Linked DNA regions of Sus scrofa: region 1 is linked to region 2. A link is a contact called in public Hi-C data. All regions are on one chromosome and are shown on one strand. The core of a region is the stretch at or near the end of the contact, and the rest is flanking DNA. Distances in the headings are between cores, read along the strand shown.

What was found. A called contact is a pair of places that touch in the nucleus more often than the background predicts.
Region 1: a contact with region 2 is called in a Hi-C map of liver, with 2.2 times the contacts expected there. The contact joins the promoter of LOC100736825 here to the promoter of MCM10 in region 2. A contact is called at or near these places in 1 of 5 promoter capture datasets (liver), 9 of 47 Hi-C or Micro-C datasets (embryonic fibroblasts, epiblast stem cells, fetal heart ventricle and 4 more) and 2 of 2 datasets of contacts at active chromatin or transcription factors (alveolar macrophages and skeletal muscle).

The regions. Positions count from the first base shown.
Region 1 is chr10:48,582,916-48,586,738 of Sscrofa11.1, forward strand. LOC100736825 (protein transport protein SEC31-like) reads left to right here and starts at 1,419. Exons shown (of 3, transcript XM_021064282.1): 1 at 1,419-1,656. The coding sequence starts at 1,419. It also overlaps a transcript of OPTN not described here.
Region 2 is chr10:48,522,652-48,526,302 of Sscrofa11.1, forward strand. MCM10 (protein MCM10 homolog) reads right to left here and starts at 1,270. Exons shown (of 20, transcript XM_021064865.1): 1 at 1,202-1,270.

The DNA.
Region 1 (3,823 bases), core at 169-2,668, 60 kb after region 2:
AATTTCCCGGGCCCCGCCTCCCTAAGGCCCCGCCCCAACTCCCCGCCCCCTCGCCAGGCCGCGCCCCTCCTCAGGTCTCTCTCCCAAACGCCCCGCCCCGCATAGGCCCCAGCGGATCGCGCCACCCCTTCTCTCCCATGAGCCAGCCTACAACTCTAGGCCCTGACCTGGTTAATGCCGGATTGGCCAAGGTGAATAAGCGTTGGTGGTATGATTAGCGTAGCTCCCTCCCAAGGTGTCAGTGTGACGACCGTGACATTCTTCCTTGATTAAAATAAATTACTAATTAAATGAAGTGTAAGGAGTCGGTCTTCGCTGCGGGGGGGGGTCCCTATATAAGTCCAGAGCCACTGGGGGCTGTGCCCCACGGAAAGAGAGGGACGATGGTCTCAGGCATCCTTGGGTCAAAGCCTAGATCTCTGTTAAAGGCCTTACATCTAGATATAGTTAACCTTGCACGCATGGCTTTCCACCGGGTTTTGTCCTTAAAATAGACTTTTAATTAAAAACACAAAGCCTCCAAGCGGTTTCTCAGATGCTGTCTCTCGGGCCTAAGTCCTAACTTCACCCAAATAAAACTTAACTCTAAAAAAAATATATATATATATAAATAATCAAATAAAAACAGGAAGCCTGCAGGATGCTTCTCGGATTCTTGTTCCCGGGGAACAAGCCATCAGCTGACAACTGGATGCTCCAGGTGCTCAAGGCAGGTGAGATTGCTGGATTGACCTGGATTTTATCTGGAATGGACTAGACAGAATGAAAAGAAAGAAATCAAGGGAGTTCCCCCATGTGGCTCAGCAATAACTCCGACTAGTATGCATGAGGATGCGGGTTGGATCTCTGGCCTTGCTCAGTGGGTCAAGGATCTGGCATTGCCATGAGTTATGAAGTAGGTCCCAGATGCCGCTCGGATCCCGCGTTGCTGTGGCGTAATCAGGCAGTTACAGCTCTGCCCCTAGCCTGGGAACTTCCATATGCCGCGGGTGCGGCCTTGAAAAAAAAAAAAGAAAAAAGGAAGGGAGGGAGGGAAAGAAAGGAAGAAAACCAGACGAGGAAGGGAGAGCCGCCTTAGTCTGCATTCCAAGCACCGCGAGAACGTAAAGGGATAAGCAAGGAAGCAGACGCAGGACACACAAGGCATCTGATCGCGAGGTCAAGGTCTCTGCCAAGCCAGTGTGGCAAGCTCTTCTGGTAACAAGCTCCTCGTGCAAGACAAGAAAACAGAAATTAGGGTGGGATCCTAGGAGGTGGGAGAGACGGTCTGGGAGCAGTTTTCTGCAGAAGACCAGGAAGGACATCACAGGAGGGAAGAGCTTGGTTTACAAATGAAGGGGCTGACACAGCCCCCATCAGCTGGATACCAAGCATGTAATTGAGCAAACAAGCTTCTCGCTAGTTAGATAGAAAAACGGATGGGGGAAGGGAAAGAAAAGAAATTCAAACGGGAAAAGGCGGACGCGCCCTCTCCTGGTCTCCTGAAGGATTCGACTCCTCTCTTGAGACCTCCTGCTCCAGGCCAGCTCTTCGTGCGTGGCCCTCCACACCCCCCTGAAGTTAACCCCCTACGCAGGGCTGGGAGGGCTAAAAGTCAGTACCTGCCCCAGACCCAATTCCTGAACGTTCCTCCTGCGATTGTTAGGGGTGCCTGGGGTAAGTTGACGCTACAGGCTCGCCTCCGCTATTTTAAACCGCATTAAGGAGAGATAAAATGAGTACTACAGAAGCTCTAAGCAGGGAAGGAATGGGGTGAGGAGGGGAGGGCATACGCAGCCGCTGGCTGTGCGGTGAAAAGGTCTAGGGTGGGGTAGTTTCTGGTACAGAAAGTGTGTCGAGGTGGTTTTCTCCTGACCCCCTTGGTCCTGAAAGCTTGAGCCCTCTCACCACTTCTTAACTATGTGACCTTGGACGTTACCTATCTTGCGGTGCCTCATTCTCTTTATCTGTAAAGTGGAGCCTATTACAGTCCAAAATTCCAAGAGCCTGAAAATCTAAAGCCTTTCTTAGTTCATTTGGTGGCAAAACCTGACCCAAACCGATGTAAAGTAAGTTGTATACAGTGTTAATTTCCATCACTTGGGATTATTTGTTTCCCTGAAGGCACCTTAATTAGTTTGTACGAAATCTGTTTCAGACCCTTTTGGGGAAGTGTATAAATTACATGCACCTTAATATCTTCCTAAAATCCAAAAAATTCTGCGTTCTGAAACAGCTTGCTCGGAAGACTTTAAATAAAGGATTTGGATATACAGAGCTTACTTCTTAACGTCATTGTGAGGATTAAGGGATAACACACGGAAGCACTCAGAACAATGCCTGATATGTCAGGTTAGTAGCTATTCTTACAGCAAGTGTTAAAGCCAGCTCTGCTTAGCTTAAAGAGTTGGGGTGGGGAGGAGGGTGGTGCCCCGTCCTCTCTGATGCTTCCATGACTAGATAGAATCTCAGCGCAGCTAAGAACACTGAAATTATAACATGCTTCCCCGCTGTTCACTGATGTGGTTTTGCGGTAGGTGAATGCAAAGCAGTGTGGGAGGCTATTTAGTGAGATGCTCATTGGTTTCATGCTTTCGGTGCCCCCTCTTGACATACCCCCTTTATTTGGAGAAATGGCTGATCCCCTTGTGTTTCCTATCGCCAAGTATATTTTGCAGGATTCTTGAAAGGCCAACCTTTCTTGTCTTTTGAGAAGGCTCATTCTCAGTAAATACATCATCTACTGCAGGTGTCCTGGCGGGAGAGGGCTGAGAGCCCAGGTGGGGTGAGAGATTTTCATAGCAGTTAGGAGGAAGGGTGCTTTCCCCTCCCCCATCCACAAGTGGAAGAGGGATGGAAGCTGGTGTTCTCTCAAGCATCAAAGACTCAAGCCTCAGCCCCTGATGCTCTAGGAGTAACACAGATATATGATGCATCTATTAGACCTTGGGAGCTTGGTCTCACAGCTTCGGGAGATTCTGGAATCCAGGCTTGTCATTAGCAATAACAGAGCTGGAGTTCCCATCGTGGCACAGTGGTTAATGAATCCGACTAGGAACCATGCGGTTGTGGGTTTGATCCCTGCCCTTGCTCAGTGGGTTAAGGATCCGGCGTTGCCGTGAGCTGTGGTGTAGGTCGCAGACACGGCTGGGATCACGTGTTGCTGTGGCTCTGGCGTAGGCCGGCAGCTCCGGCTCCGTTTCAACCCCTAGCCTGGGAACCTCCATATGCCGCAGGAGCGGCACAAGAAACGGCAAAAAGACAAAAAAAAAAAAAAAGAAAGAAAGAAAGAAAGAAATAACAGAGCAACATGCCTTCTCCTTAGAAGAACCTTTATGGTGGATGATGAGGGTTTCAGCATCAATGGGCTGATCAAGTTAAGGAGCTGAAGAAAAATGGCTCTAACTCCAATGGACACTAAAAGCCCTCCTGGAATTTTCTCTGACCCCAGAGAAGGAGAGCCTCTATTCAAGGCCTCATTAATGCCCAAGAGTAGATTTCCTTTACTCCTTCCGGGCAAGGGCTGGGTGGAGAAAAAGTAAAGATACATAACATTTTTATGTACATCTGAGCTAACAGACAAATATTCATGCTTCCTTCTGGGCGAGGGCTGGGTGGAAAGTAAAGATGTATAACATTTTTGCGCTCATTTGAGCTAGTAAAAAATATTCACACTTGGGACACCAGATCCAAAAACTCCCTATACTATTGTTGCCAAAACTCGGCCTCAGTGCACTGGTGTTGAATAGAATAGAAATGCATGGGCAGAGTTTGGGGCAAAGAAGAAAAAAAATAGCTTTATTGTTTTGCCAGGCAAAGGAGGCCACAACAGGCTAATGCCCTA
Region 2 (3,651 bases), core at 20-2,519:
ACTAGGGATTCTGCTGGATTGTGAGCTTCTTGAGGGTTTGGTAGGAGTAGACTGTCTTGTTCATTTCTATAACTAATCCCTTTTCCCACCAGACAAACCCATGCACTGTTCCTCACCTCACATCTAGGCCCATATGACATGTTATGGGTTCTATCTCCAAAATATTGCTCACATCTCCTACTTCTCCCCACTTTCACTGCCAAAAGCCTAGCCCAAGCCACCATCAATCTTTTGCCTAGACTACTGTATTAACTACCTGTATTGGTCTCTCTGCCCCTCTGTAATCTATCCTCTATACAACATCTACAGTTAATTTTTTCTTTCCTTAGCAATCTTTAAGGAACATAAGCCAGATCGTGGTAGTCCCTTCATATGATTTCTTTAACGATTTTCCCACTGCCCTGAAAAGAAAATTTACGGAGCCTATGAGGCAATGGATAGGCTCTCTCCTGCCTAGTTCTACTTCCTCATTTTTTCCAGGGGTCATTCCCCCAACTCTACCCATGTCCCAAAAGACATTCCACCCAGATTAGTCTGCTTTCAATTTCTCCAACTCAGCGGTGCTTTCAGACCTCAGGTTCTTTGCAAAGCTCTCCTCCAGCAACTTCTCATCCCTCAAGCTCTGCTTAACTATCAATTTTTCTCAGCTTTTCCAGGCCACCCTATCTGACCAGGCCCCTGACATCCTCTCCCCTCATCCTACAATTCCACTGTTTGTTAGCTGTTTGTTAGCTGTTATCTTCTTTAAGAAGTGATGGGTATTTGTAGCGCTGCACATGGCACGCATTCATTAACTGTTAGCAAATCATCAATTAAGCAAATGAACGAGTGAATAAGAGAAAGCCCAACCGCCACGCATTTAGCAAGAGTTTAAAAGGTTGCCTCTAAAAAAGAAAAATTGGACCCTTAAACAGCATGGCGGCCGGACGCCTGTACCTCAAGATGCATTTCGCAAGTCCACGCAATCCCCCAACCCCCTCATTTTTCGCGGCTCCAAACCCAGCGCCCACTGCGCCTCCCAGCCCGCGCCAGCCCCGCGCTCTGCCCAGGCCGCCCCCGCGCTTACCCAATTCCAGTCTCGCCCACCTGGGCGCCCCTAAGACTCCGGGCCTTCCGCCTTCGGAGCTTGCTAAACTCTCCTACTGAGGCGCGTGGCTAACCCTTCAACCCGCCCCTCAACCTATGGACGCCAGCTTCTTACCAGGCTCCGCACTCTTCCCTTTCTACAACCAGACCCGCCAAAATTCCAACTAGCCACCGCCCCGCCTCTGACGTCAGACGCACGCCAAGCTCAGAGCTGTACTGATTGGCTACTTCAGAGAACTGGGCGGAAACGACAGGGTGGGGATGGAGGGGGGGTGGTGCCTTACGTACAGCAATCTGATTGGCTCATGTGACCGGCGCCCTCTTTGTTGGGGGCAAAGGAACTTCCGGTCGGTGCGGCACTGGGCTTCTTCAGGTGAGTGTTCCTGCGTCCTTGCTGGAGCCAGGAAGTTGAAATATCCCCGTACGGTATTTTCACAGGTGTCAGTTCCTGACACTTTCCGGAACTGAGTGTGTCATGTGGTTCTGATCCTCTCTTTCTCTTCCTGTGAGGTAGCTGGTAACGCTTGATGCGAACAACTCTGTATGCTGACGCCCAAACCACAGAACCCATTACAAACCTACCCCTGTCCTCACAGAGTTCCCGCGGCTGGACCAATTGTGTAGAGATCTGAACAAGCCGGTTGACTATTTTACTTAGTAGATTAGTTTATAGCCCAGTGTTCAATTGAAATAGTTGGGAGTCAAAACCAGAAATCTGGTCTCCTTTTGCCTCTGATTGGCCTTGGGCACTAACATCTTCACCGTCTATAAAATGAGAAGGAAAGGCTGGATGACATTCTTTGGCACAGTAGAAACCATCGTTTCCAGAGGAGTCCGTGGTCCATAGACTTTGAGAATTCGTCGGAGTTGGGAATAACTGCTGCTTCTTCCCACCAAAATATCAGCATCTGGAGACAAAGAAACCGTGTCTTTTCATCTTCCCCTTCCTCTGTCTTCTCTCTTGGTGCTGGTGCCTGGCACACAGTAAATGCTTAAGAAAGAAAAAATCGAACAGAGTATTTACTCCTTAACAAGTCAGCTTTGGGGGGCTCGATTTCTTCATCTGTAAAGTGCTGATAATAGCAATACCTGGATTGGAGGGTTTTAGGAAAGATCAAGTGAGTTATTGACCATAATCACTTCGTGCCTCAGGTGCACAAGGTTGGACAAAGAGGAGGTCCATGTTCTAGAAATTTATTAGGTCTAATTTTGGAGATGTGACATGCATAAAAGATAACATAAGGTGACTACTGAGGAGCACCAGTCTTGCTGGAGAGAAGGTAAAAAGAGGAGCAAATGTTAAAATAAAAATTTTAAAAAAGCAGGTAAAGCAAATTATGTGGCAGATAAATATTTTATTCTGTAAGCAGTAAAAAGATCATGTTTGAGCAAGTGGGAAAGGAAGGTGCAGCTAGGTGCTTACACTATGTTAAGATTTTTAACTGTCGCATATGAACTGTGCAACTTCTGCTAAGTTACTTAACCTCTCTGAGCCTCAACTTATCTGCAAAACAAGGATAGTTGTAGTGATTTCATAGGATATTTTGAGGATTCATGAGGAAAACTTGAATATGTGCAGAGTATGCCCAACACATGTAAGTATTAAATGTGTATTAACTTATATTCTTTCAAAGGCATTGCTTAGGACAGTTAAAAAGGAACTAGATATACCAGAAACTGGAGTCGAAGAAGCTTGAGAGAAGATGGTGATAGTCCCAGACTGTTAAAAGAGTTGAAGGGAAAGGACAAATGGGAAACATTATGTGGGAAACCTATCTATTGTGCTAAGTGACCAAAGAAAAATTACCTTTGGTAGGAAAAGGAGAGGACAATGGCTAAGGTGGCAGTAGCTGAGACACTAGTAGAATTATAGAGGAGGAGCTGGCTTTAGACAAGGTAGAAATGACAAGATCAGCCTAAGGTGATGGTGCAGATTTCAGGAGCTACCTTTAGACTTTTTTTTTTTTTTTGCTTTTTAGGGCCACATCCGAGGCATATGGAAGTTCCCAGGCTAGGGGTCAAATCAGAGCTACAGCTGCCAGCCTACACCACAGCCACACCACCACCAGATTGGGCTGGGTCAGCAACCTACACCACAGCTCATGACAACACCGGATCCTTAACCCAATGAGCAAGGCCAGGGATTGAACCTGCATGGACTATTACTTTATTTTAAACTTTTTCTGTACATTTACTTTTTTTTTTTTTTTTTTCAGCTGTGCCTGTAGCATGTGGAAGTTCCCGGGCCAGGGACTGAACCCATGGCACACAACAGTGACAATGCCAGATCCTTAACCTGCTAGGCCACCAGAGAACTCCAGTTACCTTTCAATTTATGACCAAAGGCAAGAGAACATATTAGAGCTTCAAGTGTAGGTTTGGTGAGTCCTCTAAAGTAGAGATTGTGGAACATGTTGACAGGGCTAATGGACTGGATAATTAAATCAATGCTTCCACCCTTAGGCCCAGCAGGAAGCGATGCTATTCAAAATCAGAAAATCAGCCCTTTTCCTGGGAATAACAGCCAATTTCTACAGCACCCCCACCACTCCCTGTAGATGTCTA